Linked DNA regions of Capra hircus: region 2 is linked to region 1. Evidence: chromatin contacts called from public Hi-C data. All regions are on one chromosome and are shown on one strand. Each heading gives the region's core, a stretch centred on a gene start, on an enhancer-like site or on the middle of the called end of the contact. The rest is flanking DNA. Distances are from core to core; before and after follow the strand shown. Region 1 holds the start of TIMM10 (mitochondrial import inner membrane translocase subunit Tim10). Region 2 holds the start of P2RX3 (P2X purinoceptor 3).

Evidence for each region. A called contact is a pair of places that touch in the nucleus more often than the background predicts.
Region 2: a contact with region 1 is called in a Hi-C map of blood, with 6 times the contacts expected there. The contact joins the promoter of P2RX3 here to the promoter of TIMM10 in region 1. A contact is called at or near these places in 2 of 5 Hi-C or Micro-C datasets (both in blood).

What each region holds. Positions count from the first base shown.
Region 1 is chr15:2,492,992-2,497,368 of ARS1.2, forward strand. It overlaps TIMM10 (mitochondrial import inner membrane translocase subunit Tim10), which reads left to right and starts at 2,414. Exons shown (of 3, transcript XM_018059064.1): 1 at 2,414-2,490; 2 at 2,971-3,087. The coding sequence starts at 3,017.
Region 2 is chr15:2,728,807-2,733,183 of ARS1.2, forward strand. It overlaps P2RX3 (P2X purinoceptor 3), which reads right to left and starts at 2,581. Exons shown (of 12, transcript XM_018058944.1): 1 at 2,353-2,581. The coding sequence starts at 2,471. It overlaps SSRP1 (FACT complex subunit SSRP1), which reads left to right and starts at 4,266. Exons shown (of 17, transcript XM_018059074.1): 1 at 4,266-4,336.

The DNA of each region.
Region 1 (4,377 bases), core at 1,164-3,663:
CCTTCTCAGACAGCCATTTTGCTTTTTTGCATTTCTTCTTCTTGGGGATGGTCTTGATTCCTGTCTCCTGTACAATGTCATGAGCCTCCGTCCATAGTTCATCAGGCACTCTATTAGATCTAGTCTGTTAAATCTATTTGTCACTCCCACTCCCAAGTCATAGGGAATTTGATTTACATCATACCTGAATGGTCTAGTGGTTTTCTCCACTTTCTTCAATTTAAGTCTGAATTTGGCAATAAGGAGTTCATGATCTGAGCCACAGTCAGCTCCCGGTCTTGTTTTTGCTGACTGTATACAGCTTCTCCATTTTTGGCTGCAAAGAATGTAATCAATCTGATTTTGGTATCAACCATCTGGTGATGTCCATGTGTAGAGTCTTCTCTTGTGTTGTTGGAAGAGGGTGTTTGCTATAACCAGTGCATTCTCTTGGCAAAAGTCTATTAGCCTTTGCCCTGCTTCATTCTGTACTCCAAGGACAAATTTGCCTGTTATTCCAGCTGATTCTTGACTTCCTACTTTTGCATTCCAGTCCCCTATAATGAAAAGGACATCTTTTGTGGGTGTTAGCTCTAGAAGGTCTTGTAGGTCTTCATAGAACTGTTTAACTTCAGCTTCTTCAGTGTTACTTTTCGAGGCATAGACTTGGATTACTGTGATATTGAATTGTTTGCCTTGAAAACGAACAGAGATCATTCTGTCGTTTTAGAGATTGCATCTAAGTATTGCATTTTGGACTCTTTTGTTGACTATGATGGCTACTCCATTTCTTCTAAGGGATTCCTGCCCACAGTAGTAGATATCATGGTCATCTGAGTTAAATTCACCCATGCCAGTCCATTTTAGTTCGCTGATTCCTAAAATGTCGACGTTCACTCTTGTCATCTGTTTGACCACTTCCAATTTGCCTTGATTCATGGACATAACATTCCAGGTTCCTGTGCAATATTGCCCTTTACAGCATCGGACCTTGCTTCTATAACCAGTCCTATACACAATTGGGTGTTGCTTTTGCTTTGGCTCCATCTCTTCATTCTCTCTGGAGTTATTTCTCCACTGATCTCCAGTAGCATACTGGGTACCTACTGACCTTGAGAGTTCATCTTTCAGTGTCCTATCTTTTTGTCTTTTCATACGGTTCATGGGGTTCTCAAGTCAAGAATACTGAAGTGGTTTGCCATTCCCTTCTCCAGTGGACCACATTCCGTCAGACCTCTCCACCATGACCCATCCGTCTTGGGTGGCCCCACAGGGCATGGCTTAGTTTCATTTAGACAAGGCTGTGGTCCATGTGATTAGATTGGGTAGTTGTCTGTGATTGCGGGGGGGGGAGGGGGGTGTCTAACAGAAGTTGAATAAAACATACTGTATACTGGACTCCTCTTTCTATAAGAAGGCGCCTCGCTGGTCTCTGCAACCCCAGAGACAATTCAGGGATCTCCTCACAGCTGTATTCACCAGAAAGCCCTCTCGAACTCTGGCTCTCAAACCTGCCTGCACAGGGGAATCGCAGGGGAATTCTACAATGGACCTGTTAAGTAGTTAGAATAGGAAAAAGGAGCCCAGGATGGCGGTGGCTAAAAGACAAGGAACGGAAAAGCCCAAGAAAATAGAACAAAGGCAGGTCGGAGGACCAGAGGACCTCAGGTAGCACCAACAGCACTCCTGGCGAGCCCAATTTACACAGGGCAGGCCCAGGGGAGGAAAAACACACACGAAGAGGGGCCCAAGGGCCAGGGCGCTCTCTCCCCCCTGGCGAGCCCAATTTACACAGGGCAGGCCCAGGGGAGGAAAAACACACACACAGAGGGGCCCAAGGGCCAGGGCGCTCTCTCCCCCCTTTCCGCGCCGTTTGGGTCGGCTTTCCTTTATTTTCTCAATACAACAGAGCTGTAACACGGAGCTATCCAAGGGTTTTAACCTCCGTCGCTTCAAATTCTTGCTGTGACGAGGCAGAACCGAGGAAATTACACACTCCCACCACATACCGATGCCTGGGTCCTGGCCCCAGGGATTCTGATTTATTTGGTGCGAAGTGGGCCCTAGACACTGGGGTGATTTTAGGCGGCCCAGGTGGGGTTACATGCATCTAAGGGCTGCAGTTTGAGGACGCCCTTCCTTCTCTGCACCAGACCTGCACTCCGACCTCCGCGGAAGGTGAGGTTCACCGAGCTCGGTACCCCTGCCCGCTCTGACAGAACCCATAAACTCAAGCCGCTCCGCCATCCCCGCTAGGGATCCTAACGCTACCTGCTGCGGGCGCTCTACGCCCCGCCGCAGCCTCTATGGTACCTTGCAGTCCTCTCTAGCACCTGGAGGACTCCCTCGCCTTCGGCAGGAGCCAGCCGCTCCCTCTCTATGGTGGCGGATTTCCCGGCGCCGCCCGCGGCGGGGGCCTTCACGCCGGAAGCGCGGCCTGAGCGGAAGGGAGGCGGGACTTCCCGCCTGCCGCGCCCCACGTGCTTCCGCCCTGCCGCAGCAGCGCGCACGGTGAGTTTGTGGCGTGTGCCCGAGGCCGGGGGCCCTGGGGGCGTGAGGGGGAGGCCGGGGCCTCGGGGAGAGACTCGGATCGCGCGGCGACCCCGACGACGGCGCCGCCGCTCCAGGGCTGTGGCCTCGGGCCCGGCCCCGCAGGGCCGCGTCGCATCGGGTCGGCAGGGCCCCGCGCGTTCGTGCAGGCCGTTCGGGGCCCCGTCCCGGACCCCAGCTTCTCCCGGAGAGACGCCACCTTGAGGGGCTGGGCGTCAGGGCGCCGGGACCCGCTCTGCAGGCCTGCCGTCGCCGGCTCTGCGACCTTGGGCGGGGCCTCGGTTCCGACGTCTGACGCTGAGTGCTTGAGCTTGCCGAGGTCAGCGGCCCCTCCTGGTCGGATGCCCTTGCGATTGCTCCACGTCCTGCAGCCCCTGGACGGGAAAGCGGCTGGGCGGGCTGGGTGCTGACCGTGATGTCTACCCCCACCCCCAAACCCAGGAACTAGGAGGCCCGCTGGAGATCTCTTCCAGGGCGCAGGGCTGAGATGGACCCCCTCAGGGCCCAGCAGCTGGCCGCAGAGCTGGAGGTAGAGATGATGGCCGACATGTACAACAGGTAAGGCCGGTCCTGCTGCTCACGTCTTAGAGACTGCTCCCAAGTCGTCCTCCAAGGGCAGAGGTGGGCGACTTCCGAAAAATCTTCGTCTCAATCTAGGATAAACTGAGCTCCATACTTCCCAGCACCCACCTCCACCCCCACGCAAGCATGCATGCATGCCCAGTGGCTGAGCTGTGTCTGACTCTTTCCCACCTCTTGGACTGTAGCCGGCCAGGCTCCTCTGTCATGGGATTTCCCAGGTAAGACTGGAGTGGGTTGCGTTTCCTTTTCCACCCACCTCCATGGTTAAGGGCTAATGCAGCCGCAATGTGGACTCACTAGAATGACTTGGACATTGGGGTTGGGATGGAATTGCTGATGGAGGAGCTGTGCAGGAAGAGAAACCAGGCTCTGGTTGGGTTCTGGGGACAGCAGAGCAGTTGCCTTTTGACAGATCCGGCATAACCTGTTCAGCAGTGTTGAGCACTTTGTAGGCATTATCTTTTATAATCTCCACTGAGTTCCCTTGTCCCATTTTTAAGGTGAGGACATTGAGGCTTGTAGAGGTTCAGCAGCTTTTTCAGGGTCCACAGCTCGTCGGTAGCAGTGCCAGGACCAAGACTTCAGTCTGACTCCAGACGAGTCATTGGGCAGATTTGGGAACAAATCACAGCCACATCAACCACTACTACTCTGGCCTTGGGCAAGTTACTTGGACTTGCAGACTGGTGGTTATCCCAGCTATAAAATGGGGTGCGTAATATTGGAGAAGACTCTTGTGAGTCCCTTGGACTGCAAGGAGATCCAACCAGTCCATTCTGAAGGAGACCAACCCTGGGATTTCTTTGGAAGGAATGATGCTAAAGCTGAAACTCCAGTACTTTGGCCACCTCATGTGAAGGGTTGACTCATTGGAAAAGACTTTGATGCTGGGAGGGATTGGGGGCAGGAGGAGAAGGGGATGACAGAGGATGAGATGGCTGGATGGCATCACTGACTCGATGGACGCGAGTCTGAGTGAACTCCGGGAGTTGGTGACGGACAGGGAGGCCTGGCGTGCTGCGATTCATGGGGTTGCAAACAGTCGGACACGACTGAGCGACTGAACTGAATAGTACCTTCCTCATAAAGACATTATAAATATTAAATGTTAAAATATAAGACTTATCAAGCCCAACACAAGTAGGCAGTCAACAATTGCTTTAAAAAAATTTTTTTTTAATATATTTTTTTATTTTTTTAAATTTTATTTTTACTTTATTTTACTTTACAGTACTGTATTGGTTTTGCCATACATTGACATGAATC
Region 2 (4,377 bases), core at 1,331-3,830, 240 kb after region 1:
CACATGCACACACACACATGCGCGCGCACACACAGGGTAAAACGCATCAGGAGCTTCTGTCACGTCCATCACTCCCCTGCAGTAGTGAAGGATCGGAGGTCCAGCCTCCGCCTGCGGCTGCAGCCCCGTCCTCCACCGTCCTCTCCTTGGCTCCCTCCACTCCAGCCACCAAGACCCCTTCTCATCTCGCATTCACCAGGCTCTTCCACTTGGCAGAGCGGGCCTTCTCTGCCTTGAACCCCCTTCCTTCCCTTCTTGTACCTGGCAGCTCTGACTCATCCTTCAGCTCTTGGCTTCAAAGTCTCATCTCCAGAAAGCCTTCCCTTACTTCCCCGGCTGGGTCAAAGGCAACCCCCTCGGTGCCCGCGACCCTCGGGGCACTGGGCGCCCCCTCAACCCCGAGCCACGGCTGCCATTTTGCATTCGCTCGTGGAGACGGTCTGATTAGCCTCCATCTCTGGCCGGGTCAGCTCCATCGGGGTGAGGACCCGTCCCGCTTGGGCCCACTGTTCCTGCCTCCGTGTCAGGAAGACATGCTTAAGACACTTCTGCTACCTTCCTGACCACGGACGTGCGTCCGGGCTCAGGTGCACAGAGATGCGGCTGAGACCAGGGGCTGGGCTGAAGAGCGCGCTGATGGAACTGCCAGGCGCTGCTCTGTGGGGAGCTGTCAGGCTGGGAGACGGATGGGGCTGGATGTCAAGACGCCAAAGAGCCTCTCCCACCCGCCCAGCAGGCCGGCCTGCAGCACTGAGGATGGGGAGCTGGCCTGGATCAGGGAGAGGGAGAGAGAAGGGCAGTGGGGGGCGGGGGCGATGGAGCCCACTGGGTCTCGCCTCCATCAGCCTCTGGCCTGGAGCCCACGGAGCCAGGCCAGGCTGGAAGGTGCTGAAGTAGCTCTGTGCTCACCTGGACCAACAGACCATTCTGCTGCGACGAACAACCACAGCCGCGCACGCAGGCAAACGTGGAGCCTTAAGAACCAACCTTGAGCCAGGCACCGGAGATGCCGACGGAGAGCATGTGCAAACACCGTGTCTCGTGAAACCTCAGTGTCGGGACAGAACTTCATTTAGAGCCCTTTAAGCCCATTCCAAAGCTTGAATCCCTCCTCTCACGTCTCTGCGAGGAGACTGCATGTGCAGCCTCGCCTACACACCGCACAAATGAAACCCACTGGCTCTCAGCACGCGTTGTGGAGCTGCTGAAAATTTCTTTCATCCACGTCCACCCATCTTCCCACGCGCTACTCCGGCCTGGCGGGCCAGCAGGTCCACTCCCACGGCCCCAGCCCTCACGCACATGGGCCTCCTTTGACCTCCCTGCATGAACTCCTGACGGTCATCGGTGGCTTTCTGTCTCCCACATGCAGACTCGTTGTATCAAGGAACAGCATGAGGCTAGAGACCGAATGCCAGGAAAAAAGAACAGACCTCCGAGGTTTCTGTCCCGCTTTCCTGGTTCGAATGACCACGAGAAGGACAGAACCTGTGCTTCCTCCCCGGCCAGTGTCTGTTTCATGAACCTTTGTGAATACATGTGTGTACGTGTGTGCGCTGCGTACCCGCAAGAGGTGGGGGCCAAGAAGGGGTGTTCGGACCTTCCGGGCTCTTAAGCAACTCCCAGGGTGGATTCTAGGGCATGAAGTCAGGCGGACGTAGGGCATTGATGCTCTCTGACAAAGGGGAGTATTTCTGGTCCTTGAGGGGGGCGGTCCCCATGTCATGCTCAGGAAAGCCTCCTTTCTCTGCAGTAAATCTTTCCTTGAGGGGTGTTTGCACTCGTTTCTGCCCACCGCCCACCCCCCCACAGGGGCAGGGTCCCCCACTCCAACGCCACCCCCCGGTCCTGCGGTCAGAGATCGAGGGCTCCTCTTCCACGTTCTTGCAGCATCTTGCCCAGCCCGCCCCTTCTCTGAGCCCTCTCCACCATCCACCTGGTCAACCTGTCGCCGACTCCCTTGTCTCATCGCCTTCCCCTGACTCCCTCATCTTTCCGAGACCCCTGAAGAGTTGACTGAAGGCAATGGGTCTGTTCTCTGGCTGGGGCTGGGGCTGGGGGAGACGAGAGAGGGAAGGGGAGATGGTGGAAGGGCAAGAGCCCCCCTCCTCAGGGTGATGGCCACGGTCCAGCTCTGGAGGGTTTAGTGGGAAAAAGAACTCCCCAATGACGGCAGCGGAGGCCAGTGACTGGGACAGGTCCCCACAGATAAGGCTGCTGCCCCCCAAAAGGGGAGACACTTAGGCAGCTGGGCAGCAACACTGAGGGCAGGCGGGGGAGGACGGGACTCAGGGCAGCCCTCGGGGTTGCTAGGACTTCAGGTTTGTAGGTCCTGGGGGGCCAGAGACTCACCCCACGAAGTAGGAGATGATGAGAAGCTGAACCGCTCGGTTGATGATCCCAATGGTCCAGCTCTTCACGACCACCGACTTGGTGGTCTCGTAGGTGAAGAAATCTGAGATGCAGTTCATGCTGAGAGAATGACCCCTAAGGAGAGACCCGATGATGGTCTCAGGACGGAGGGGTCATCCGGATGGAGGCTGGGAGGGGGAGCGGCTTAGAGGGGGCTTGAGGAGCCTGTTCCTTTAAGTCAGGCAACCCTAGCTCGGGGCTCAGCCTCTCTCTGCTCTCCACCCTCTGGGCTGCCAAGAGTCCAAGGCCAGGGTGGGGGACCCCCTTTTTGTTGGTCTCCACCCCACTCCCCTGTGATGTCACGGCAGGGGTGGGGTCTCCAATCCCAGGCTCCTGATTGCTTGGGATGCAGCTGGCTGGGGCCCTCTGGGACTTAGGCTTTATCTGCACTCTGTCTACCGCTTCGGTTCTGTTCTCTTGTGCCGCGTCTCCATCCCAGCTCACCAGCTGCTCCACACTCTCCTGAAAGCCCCTGGCAATACCCCACCCCACCCACCTAGCAGCCTGCTTGAGCTGAGTTCATTCCTGTCTTCCTACAGTGCTCAATTCCCCTCTTTCCAAGAGCTGCCATCAACAGCATGGGTTGGGGGAGGGGTGGTCTCCTGAACCTCTCTCCTGGTCTCACGGGAGAGGGAAACTAAAGAGTCGCTTGGTTTCTATTTCCTGTTCACCGGGCAGCGGCTGGACTTCTACCTCCAGCATTGCACTGTAACGCTGGGTGTTTTTGGGGGGTTGTTTTACTGTCTGTCAGTGTATTTATCCGAATCATCTGTTTAATTACACACTCCTGGAAGCTTGGAGCGGTTTCCATCTTGCTTGCTAGTTTCCTCAAATCCTACCACCGTGTCGGAGCTCAATGCATGTTTATTGAATCTAGCTGAATTTATGTTGCTATAGAGTGTGGGAACAGCCATCACCCAGAGGGTAAAGCCATGAGTTCAGGGAACAATGGTGCGCTTACATTGTCTCTTGTCCCAGAATCAAGGCTACTGGTGTAACTGCAGGTCAGACTGTCAGAGAAATGTTCAAGTTTCAACATTCTGCCCTTATGTCTCCATGCACGACACTTATCGTCAGTCATTCTGAATGTAGAGTCACGGTGAGGATGAGAGAGGAGAGCTAGACCCTAGGACTCTAGAAGGTGGGGGTGTGGGGGTGGCTGGCTTCCGCAGTGCCAGGGTGATAGGCTTTCAAAGCAGCTGTGGCTCCGTGATTAACTTGACACCAGCGCTTGAACTTGGCATGGCCGCTGGCCAGCCCCTTCCAGGCAATTCACAACTTGCAGGGGCTGCTGGAAGTTTCGGGGGTGCAGCGAGCTCATTTGCAAAAGGACCCGGTCCTCTCTGGACAGGGGAGGGCGGTGCAGTCACAGTGACATCAACGCCTGCATTCTCCTAGAAGCCAGTGGGAGGGGGCACTTCTCTTCACAACTCCTCCAATCTTTTCCTTCTTGGGTCAGACTCCTTTCTGCTTCGCAGAAACCACTATTGTATAGGAGACACACGCGCTGATTGCAAGGGCCACGCGCTTCGGGGCACAGTCTGATAGAAACACTACGCAAATTCTCTTTTGAAAAGCCCAGACGTCTTTAGCGTTTAAGGGGCCCCGAATTTCCGGGCCCGAGGATCGGGGGCAGCGCGGGGGGGCGGGCGGGTCCGGGGTCAGAGGTGGCGCGGGAGGGTGGGGCCCAGCGCGCCCCGCGGGTCCTCCGGCGCCGCGGGCGCTCTAGCCGGCCGCCTCTCGGGCGGCGCCTCTCTAGCCGGCCGCCGTCTCTGTGGCCAGCGCTTCCGGTGGCGGGACGCGGGGCCGCGCACGCGGGAAGAGCCTGCCCAGCGCCCCTGCCCGCCCCCCGCCCGCGCCGTCCCCCCGCCCCGGCGCGCCTACCGCCCGGGCGCCGGCGGCCGCGAGGCTCCGGCCCGAGGAGGTGGGTGGTCGCCGGCCGCGTGCAGGGCGCGGGCCCGGCTC